2 separate regions of the Danio rerio genome follow, and region 1 is linked to region 2. Evidence: chromatin contacts called from public Hi-C data. All regions are on one chromosome and are shown on one strand. Each heading gives the region's core, a stretch centred on a gene start, on an enhancer-like site or on the middle of the called end of the contact. The rest is flanking DNA. Distances are from core to core; before and after follow the strand shown.

Evidence for each region. A called contact is a pair of places that touch in the nucleus more often than the background predicts.
Region 1: a contact with region 2 is called in a Hi-C map of an unstated tissue, with 3 times the contacts expected there. The contact joins two enhancer-like sites.

The regions. Positions count from the first base shown.
Region 1 is chr5:29,286,929-29,292,167 of GRCz12tu, forward strand. All of the region lies in intron 1 of tncb (tenascin Cb), which reads right to left. Among named protein-coding and RNA genes, the nearest start is that of tncb, 4.9 kb to the right of the region's middle. Within about 2 kb of position 3,288, at least 4 of the 62 cell types and tissues checked have an H3K27ac peak or open chromatin away from gene starts, as enhancers often do.
Region 2 is chr5:29,184,303-29,189,166 of GRCz12tu, forward strand. It overlaps tncb (tenascin Cb), which reads right to left. Exons shown (of 22, transcript NM_130907.2): 13 at 3,431-3,574; 14 at 1,887-2,006; 15 at 1,663-1,806. Among named protein-coding and RNA genes, the nearest start is that of b3galt8, 13 kb to the left of the region's middle. Within about 2 kb of position 3,604, at least 4 of the 62 cell types and tissues checked have an H3K27ac peak or open chromatin away from gene starts, as enhancers often do.

The DNA.
Region 1 (5,239 bases), core at 2,038-4,537, 100 kb after region 2:
ATGTAAAATTAACAAGTGGATGTAATGTTTTTGCGTTGAACCATAGATGCCATTAAACAAAGATTGTTTCTCTGAAAACTGCTATGGATTTTAAACATACATAACCTCTAAGATCAAATGTGATTATAAATGAGACCTCTGTAGCTCGCTGTCAAAAATGGTAAATACATAAATTCCTTCATGCGCAATTAAACAGAACAACTATACGGTTTGCATGATCTCTAATTAGTCTAAACGCAACATCACAACCGTCTAGAAAGCATCAACGAGTCAACCGCATCCAAGCAGAAAAGTTAAGCCACGGATATTCATAGCTCTGCCTTCCACAGTCAGTGTCACGCAGCGTCTCAAACAGCGGGTTTCTGCAATCATGCCCTCAGTGTATTAGAGCACAGTCTAATTGAGAGACTCTGGGATGTGTAGATGTGCTCATCCAATACCAGCACGACATGCAATACAGATCAGATACAGAGCCTTCCTGTTTCCAATAATCTTATGTCTGCTCTCAATGTTTGGCTGAAAACAATCCCCCGCGTTGTGAAAGTATTTATATGCTGGCAAAGGATCTGCAACAAATCACTAAATCTTGAAATGTTATCCATCAAGATGACCCAGGAGCCTTTGACCCCTCTGGTTACATTTTCTTTCTATCACCTTCAGTGAAAGAGTGTGTTTGCCCACTGTCCCTCTCTCTCTCCACAGCTCTGTTTGAGACAATTTTATCACGATCCCTCCTCTTGAGGCTGGCATATGGTAGCACCATACCGGCCGTCTGTGATGTGCCCTGCTATTGACACACAGAGTTATTATTGCCTCCTGGGAGCTCTTAAAGCAGCAGCAGTAAACACATCTCCATGCTCTATTAATCTGCTGGTATGATTGCTTGTGTTTGTGCAGAAACCAGAATGCACGGCAACACCGTACATGCATGCAACTATAGCAATGTGCACATTTACACATTTAGAAAAATGATTAGGGAAGCAAAAATGTTGCTTGTGGTGACCTTCTACAAGAGATGTTGATATCCTTTCTACATCATGAGTCAGAAACATTTATCTATCATGGTATGCTTAAAATGAAGGTGTTAAAATGCTAAATGTTTACAATACACCAAATCAGCAATTACCCAGCGCACATGTTTTTTTGTTAAAAAGAAGTCTAATAAACGCTTAATAGATGTCTAAACATAAAGGCCTTGGCTAAAACTACATTAAGTTTGGGCTGTCAGTAAAAATAGTCTAAAAATAGCCCTAGACTAGTTATAAAAAAGACTATTTATTTCTACAAACGCAATCTGTATAATCTGTGCATTTGATGTCTAATCTACATCAGAGCTATTCATAGATATCTGTCAGACCCCAATTGTTGGCTTGTTTTAGCTAAGACATTTATGTTTTGGAACAGTGTTTCTCAACCACGTTCCTGGAGGACCACCAGCTCTGCACATTTTCCATCTCTCCTCAACCAAACACACCTGATTCAGATCATCAGCTCATTAGCAGAGACTGAAAGACCTGTAATGAGTGTGACAGACAAAGGAGACATCCAAAACATGCAGTGTTGGTGGTCCTCAAAGAATGTGGTTGAGAAACACAGTTTTAGACTTCTATTAGACATGTACAGTATTAGACACAAAATTGCTTTGGGGGGTAAGAGTAATGTCTGAAGATATTATCGAATCTGAAGACATCTGCAACTATGACATTTTCTAGAAGAATGGCTTTTTGGTGTGCTCTGGCATATTTTTCAAAGGTGCCACAATATTAAACCACAAGCAACATTTATTTATTTTTTTTATTTTGTATAGAACTTATTTAACATCAGTTTGTCTCAATAAGATATTTCCTAATGTTTCTCAATGTTGTTTTAAGTGCAAATCCAATGTTGGTACCGGATGCATGTATTCTGGGATTGTGACATGATTAAGACATACTGGAAAGAAATCCACAAATTAGTTTAGAAGATTATTGGAAAACCTTTTAGTTATTTATCTTCTGAATTGTAAAACACAATTCTACACCTTAAGCCTTATTCACACCATGAGCTACTCATAGCGGCAAAGCAACAGGCAATTGTTTCTTTCAAAGGAGAGCGAGCGACTTTCAGTGACCATTGGCAACCAGGTGGGCGTGCTGAGCGCTGCGTCAAAGTTAAGAATCCTTCAACTTTATGCAAACGAGGAGTGCCTTTTTTTGAGCAACAACCAATAAGAGCACAATAAGAGCTCACGTGATCCCTTCTCAGCTCACTCAGAGGCTGCTTGTATTCGTGCTGTATATACCTTTACAGAGCTGCCTTTGCAGCAGGACACCACACAGAGCGACGGGCAGCTACAAAGTCGCTGCTGGTGGGAATGAAGCATTAGTCGTGGACTAGAATCTGTATTACACCTTTGCACTTATCTAGCCTGAAAATGTGGTCTTTTGTTGTGGTCCTCTACTAACATTCCTTCAGTCAATATGTGGATAAATCAATATAAAACAGATTTTCTTACCCTTAGAAAAACTGACGTATGACTTGCGTCAGAAATCAGAGTACTCTATGGGAGTTTTTAAAAGACTTTTTTCAACTATTAATTTTGCCCTTCACAAAAGACTTAAATTACTAACCAATGTACGATTGTTTAATAGATGGCTTTATTACTGTATATATATGATGACAGGAGACACCTATACAACTGTTCTGTCATTGCAAATCTTTAAATACATGAAAAAAAAAGAAGAAAAAGAAAAAATAGCAGAATCTGGAGACCCCTGGCTGCTGAAAATCATAAGCAACGAATATTAAAATGCATCACTACAGTTATTTGGACAGGAATATTTCACAAGATGACTTTTTGACAGCTTGGTGTGAATAAAAAACAAAAACACGAGTGGTTAAATGTATGCCAACCTCTGCAATGTCTAATTAACACACACATGTACACATACACAAATGTTACGTTTCACCAAGATATTCTTGGAAGCAATTTCCTCATAAGTTTGACCAGAAAATGCTTCTGTTGAATACTGTGGTACAGCAAATAAGTAGATCTGACACTTCATGTCATTTCAATTCATTAGCACCTCATCCTTAGAGAAATCTGAAACTGTCAAATGGCTTCCGTTGCCTCTTATTTTTAGCATGATGACTTCAGAGTGAAACCCTATGATCATGTTACTTGGACAAAAGAGTTGTCTTATTTTTATCAATTTATCTTCCCAACTCTGTTTGATGTAGGGGAGGTGTATGATTGCATGAGCATATGTTGACACACTCCTGACCCCAGACATATCATCTTTTCCAAGACTTCCATGTCTAATCTCAGAGGAGAATAGCCTATTTGTCCAGAGCATTACCCAGACCATCTGTAACACTAAGCTTGCTCATCCTGTAGGCATGAGTCACTGCATTCTCATTTGCTTTCTTTCTAAATCAGGAATTCTTTAAATGGCACTAAACACCTTGGTGATTGATTTGTTGCCATCACAATCCTCATGTCTGGTCAGGTCTGACCATCAGATGAAGGATACCTTTTCAAGAGACACTTGGAAAATGACCTCACTGTCTTAGGCTGCTGGAGGAAAGATGAGGAGGTTGCGCTCTTTTTGTCACTGGGAAGAAAGCGAGAATCCAAGCCATGCTAAATCCTATTTGTCCTCTAGGGCAGACAGGCTTCTCTGATTACTAGCAGGCCAGGCCAGTGTCTGGCCACTTTGCACAGTTCAATGGTCGATTGGAATGAAAACCTTGGATGAGGCAACACAGACTCCAAACACTGAGCCACAGAGCCAAGAACAAGCCCAAACGGCTGCCATGCATCTCCAGACTACAGCTGCGCATCATTTGATCCTTTAAATGTGCAGTCAACGATGATTTTTCCATATTTAAATCATTAAGTAAAAAAATAATCAAATAAAAAACTTGGTGGCAGCAATTTTAACATCACATCACAACTAGGGTTGTGAACATGGTGAACAGGGTTGTCTTACGGTTTGGTTACGATTATCATGTCATTGATTCAGTTCAATTAGATATCACGGTGCATTAATGATGCATTCCATCCACAATTTTAAAAGAAGAAATAAAAAAAAAATTTTTCTTTTCAAAAAAGCAGTCATTATATGAAGTGAACCATTAATTTTACCTGCTCAAAGAAAACATACTTCTTAAATACATCAAACAAGACTCAAGTACAGGCACAGAAGACAACAGGAGCATTTAGAACAAATACAAAAAGTTCAAGTGTATGATACAACTACTCAAATAATAATAATAAAAAAACATGTTCCCACTTGCTTTTTGAGTGCTGTTGGGCAATAGTCATTGCAGTCAGATGCTCAGAAATGGCATTTGAAACCTGCGTCTATCAATTGATCCATCAGCAGGCTGTGGATATATCTGCCCATAGATGAATGATGCAGTGGAGAAAACACAGACACGCTTGTATCTGGATCCATAAGTATCATTGTAACAACCAAGAGATTAAAGAAAACATGAACTCAATTTATTGGCCACACATAGGGTGAAATAGTCCAGAGTGACAGAAAAAGGCAGAGGAGCTTTACACTATATGCCTGTATTTCCTCCCTAGCAATAAAGTAGGGGTCTTGGGTTCTATTACACCTTCAGTTAATGAAAGTGAAACTCACAAGCAGTAAATTGTACATAGTTGTGAGTGTTTTCAGCTGTTTGGAGAGTTTTAATTTCACCTTCATCTTACCTCCCTCACCATACAGTATTGAATGATGTCGGTATGTTATATTCAGTCATTATTTATTACTGAACTGATAACGAATCATCCATGTCTGCATCATGATCCACTGGAGAAACAATCATTTTGGCAACACTAACATGAATCACTAAGTTCTGCAAACTGTATCTTTGAAAAAACAACATTATTGCACAATTTCATGAATGAAAAATATTAACCATGGAACATTCTGTACAACAGATTCAGCAACCAGAGCAATGCTTATGTGTTAGCATAAATCCAAACAATCCCATAAAAAAAATCATCATCAGAATCATTCCCCTCAGCTTGTCTAGGACCAAGTCATGGAGGCAGCAGACTAAATAACACCACCCATACGTCATTATTCCCAGTAGCTTCCTCCAGCTCCTCTTAGGGCATACACCAAGACATTCAGAGGCCAGATGAGAGATTTACAGTAAACCATTCCCTTGTAGTTGCACATGCTTTAAAACTCTTATCGTACAATGGAAGGCTTCCAGAAAGCCTCCTTATCAAATGCCCTAA
Region 2 (4,864 bases), core at 2,354-4,853:
ATACTGCATGTAAAATATTCTCATTAACATAATATTTTTAAATACTTATTCAATAAGAGTTATTCAAATTCTCAATCATGATTCTGAAAAAAGTATAAAATATTATTATATAGTTTTAAATTATATAATTGAATAATGCTAAATTTGACCCTGGACAAAACTAAATGTAACCTTTTTTTTCAAAATATTATACATCACATGAAATATCAATACATAAGCTTTCCAACAGAACAATAATTGACTGAGATAAAACAATATCAATTTTAAAACAAATCTAAATATTGACAAAATTGCTTCTTGTTGTCTAAATTATTCTTAGCAATACATAATACTAATTAAAAATTGGACAGTTATTAACAATTTACAGTAGGACATACACATAAAGTCTTTATACAACATAATCTTCGAAACATAACTTAATATTGTAATGATTTTTGGCATAAAAGTAAACGTATCATTTTGACACATTGACTTTATTTTTGGCAATTGGCAAAAATATATGCATGCAATTTAAGACCAAGGCCCAGGTTCACAAATTAGCATATACAAGATAGCCAAATCTGAGATATTAACCCAGTAAGTAAAATAAAATAAAATAAAATACAAAAAAAGACACTGAGGTAAATCTTCATAATTGTTATTAATTCATAATTAAAGTGAATAATATTATTATGACACAATACATCTTTAATGAATTTCCAGTTGAAGTCAGAATTATTAGCCCCCCTTTGAATTGTTTTTTTTTTTTTTTAAATATTTCCCAAAGGATGTTTAGTGCACAGTAGGCAGTGCTGTCACCTCACAGCAAGAAGTTTGCTTGATCAGTTGGCGTTTTTGTGTGGAGTTTGCATGTTCTCCCTGCGTTCGCATGGGTTTCCTCTGGGTGCTCCGGTTTCTCCCACAGTCCAAAGACATGCGGTACAGGTGAATTGGGTAGGCTAAATATCCGTAGTGTATGAGTGTGTGTATGTGTGTGTGTGGATGTTTCCCACAGATGGGTTGCAGCTGGAAGGGCATCCGCTGCATAAAAATAGTTGGCGGTTTATTTCGCTGTGGTGACCCCAGATTAATGAAAGGACAAAGACGAAAAGTAAATGAATGAATGAATGAAATGATGTTTAACAAAGCAAGGAAATTTTCACAGTATGTTTGATATTTTTTTTTCTTCTGGAGAAAGTCTTATTTGTTCTATTTCAGCAATAAAAGCACTTTTTAATTTTTTAAAGACCATTTTAAGGTCAAAATTATTAGCCCCTATAAGCTATAACATTTTTTCAATAGTCTACAGAACAAACCATTGTTATACAATAACCTGCCTAATTAACCTAGTTAAGCATTTAAATGTCACTTTAAGCTGTATAGAAGTGTCTTCAAAATATCTAGTCAAATATTATTTACTGTCATGGCAAAAATACAATAAATCAGTTATTAGAGATGAGTTAGCATGTTTAGAAATGTGTTGAAAAAATCTCTCCTTTAAACAGAAATTAGGGAAAAAATAAACAGGGGGGAGAACAATTCTGACTTCAACTGTAGTTCTACAATTTAACTCTGGTAGTGGGCAAAATAAATAATTTCATAATTTTCATTCATCAGAAGTGGTCAGCTGGTAGAATATAGTAGCAGAGATGTGTTGTGGTATTAGTGTGTCCATCGGCTCACCTGTAGTGAAGTCAGTGCTGGTTGCCGCACTCTTGGCTGTGTCTCGGAATGCATAGACTTTAACAGTGTATAAAGTAGCAGGAGTGAGGGAGCTCATCTCAAACTCCACCGTGTTCCCAGACACCCTTTCCATCACCGGAGCCACTGACAAACAACAAAACACACAACTGAGACTCACTGCTTCCTTCTGTTCCGCAAGAATAATGACTGACAGTCTGAGTTACCACTGTCTGCGCTGTATGTGATCACATATCCGTCTACAGTGGCGATGGACGGCTGCCACAACAGCAGGGCTTCAGTGTCGCTGATGTTCACTGCTGTCAGGCCTCGAGGTTTATCCAGAGCTGAGGGCCAACAGATACACAAACACACACACACATGAGAGAAGCAAAAACCACTCAGACAGCCTGGAGGCCATTACTAGGCTTCTGCCAGACTGGAAAGCAAAATGTGTACAACTTATGACTCCATATTACTGCCTTCTGTCGAGCTGCTTTTTAAATTGACTTTGCAGTTGCATTTATATTTGTTTTTAGTAATTTGTATGTGTCTATAACAGGGATGTGACAAGATCTTGTATGACGAGATCTCACAAGATTAAATCGAGATTTCTCATCGAGGTGAAAAGTTGTCTCATGTGTTGTGTTGTTTTGATGGAGCATAAGGGTGAATTTAGCACTGAAAGTCGGAGGCAGGTCGGAGGCAGGATTTGATTTGAACTGCAAATCAAGTGCTTTGCACACACCAGGCTGGGCTCAAGAGTTGCGCATGTCACTCGGTTGCTTGGGCGAGTGTGACGTAGTCAAATTTTTTTTTTAAACTAGAGGTCCGCAGCTACCGCATCCAACAGAGGCTACAACTGCAGCCACACTCATTAACCATGCTACATATTCATGCAATGGCATAGCACTTCAGATATTCTTAAAGTCGTAATCGTTTTAAACAAATGTAATTAAGACATGTGGAGTATTCCTATTTAGGTCGCATTATTGAAGTGTAGAGCAAAGAACGAAATCAAAATATTACCGTCGTTTAGGTCTTTTAGCCGCATTTTGCGACAGGATAAGACCTACACACACGGACACTATTATGTGCACTTACAGAGTTAGTAAAAGACACATCTCTAAGCATGCGCTCACACACACACACACACAGATGAAGATTTCTTAAAAATAGTGTAAAAATCTAGTCTCCTCTAATTCTGTTGACCCAATTCTCTTGTCTCATCTCGTCACACCCCTAATGTATAATAATAATAATAATAATAATAATAATAAATCAATAAATAAATTTTGTAATCTTAATCTAAATAATTATAATCTAAATATATCTTAAAATTAAACCTAAATATGATCTTAAATGGTGCACTACAATTTTTCATTTAGACTTTAAATAAAAACCAAACTGCTAAAAAGATTTTTTTCTATATTATTAAAACAAAAATAATAAAAATGGACACAACCAAAGTACAAAATTAAACCTACATTTAAAATAATAAGTGTTTATATAGTTTTAACATTGATTTGTACTTGTTTAATACTCTAAATATTTTCTCAAACCATCTGTATTGTATAAAGCTCTAAACATAGGACTCGACTGACTAAATGTATATTGTAAGAGAAAAATTATATATATCATTTTTATCTTAATTAGTTTTGCTTATTTAATCAATAGTCATAATTATTCACTTGCTGTGATAATTATATTAGTTAGAGCTTTCCTGACCATACATTTCATGAGATTATAATAAAATTAGGTTGAACTATACCTGTGGTGACCCTTTCAGATCCGGGTTCACTCTCCTCCAAGCCCTTAACAGCGATGACCGTGACCTGGTAGGTGACACCAGGGGTCAGATTGGAGAGCATGGCTTGAGACTCTCCTCCATCCACTCTCAGTGTCAGAGGACTGCCTGCAGGGGGAGACAGAGACCTGCAATCAGCTACTCGTCGCTTAACACACTAGAGGGCAGCATTCTCTGTAATTGATTGATAATGGTGAAATACAAGAATGCTGTCCTGATGGATAAAACAGAGTGTTTGATTGATGATATCGACGGATAGTTTCACATTACTGAAGAAGGAACTAATCTAAACACCGGGAAAGATCACAGAGAAGCCAAAAGGACACTATGAGACCTTTGGGGGGCATCTTTTCGAATAGATCAATTTATGATGCCAAAACAGCAGTCTGGGAGAATTTCCGCCTCAACTTATGCAATATATTACATAAGAAACAATTTATGAGAAATCATAAACCGAGGAAGTACAAATAAATCAATGATGTGCCAGGAGGCAGCCATCCAAATTCATAGAAAACCACACAGTCAAGTCTCACTTTCTGAGAATGAATTTTCATTCAAGTTTGAACTTATCTATATTGTGAATAGAGACTAGCATTAAGCCAAAAAACACACAATATGGTCCTATGCAACATGTGTAGTGTGTCTCAAGTGTTCTGGAGGTACACAATAGAAACTTGAAAAGGGAAGCCTGGAAAGTCTGGACAAAATCAAGCCAAAATTTTATTTTAGGAAAGTGCATAATTAGTAAGAAACCAAGATAAGCAATTGCTACAATTGAATACATTTCATGCACTTTCTTCCCTGAGGTACTATAAAAATACATGATGTGTTTCAAGAGTTCACGCTTAGAAATTGCCTGACGCTATTAGCAGGTTTGGCATGCTGTCCTGGGAAGAGAACCCTGAGCTCAGAGATAATTGAGCCCAGGCCTCTGCCTGGTCAACAAGCATATAAGAGGGTCTGAGATCAGGTAGGTCTCGAGACACGAAACATCGTTAGCCAACTAAGGTTGCATGTTCTCTCGTTACAAACATAGTTTGTTAATTTAGCGTTTCCCAAATCCATCGTTCCAACAAGCATTCGCAAACTTGTAGAGGCAAAAATCCTGGCTGTGTTCTATTCCCTATTTATTTAGAACAGACTAACATTTAAACTTAAAAAAACATTAAAGTCTTTACTCTTAGGTGTAATTTGCTTTCAAAGTATTTTTACAATTCAGTTTTAGTAATCTTCATGTTTACAATTGCGCACCCTTGGCAGTGCACTTTGAAAACGTGATGTCATTTTGAACCCAGCCATAGCTCATGACGAAAGCTATAAGTGACCTTTTATTAAATAGCAGAATTTACTTTAAGTCTCCAAAGCTTGTGAAAAAAAACAAAGCATATGTTAATGCTT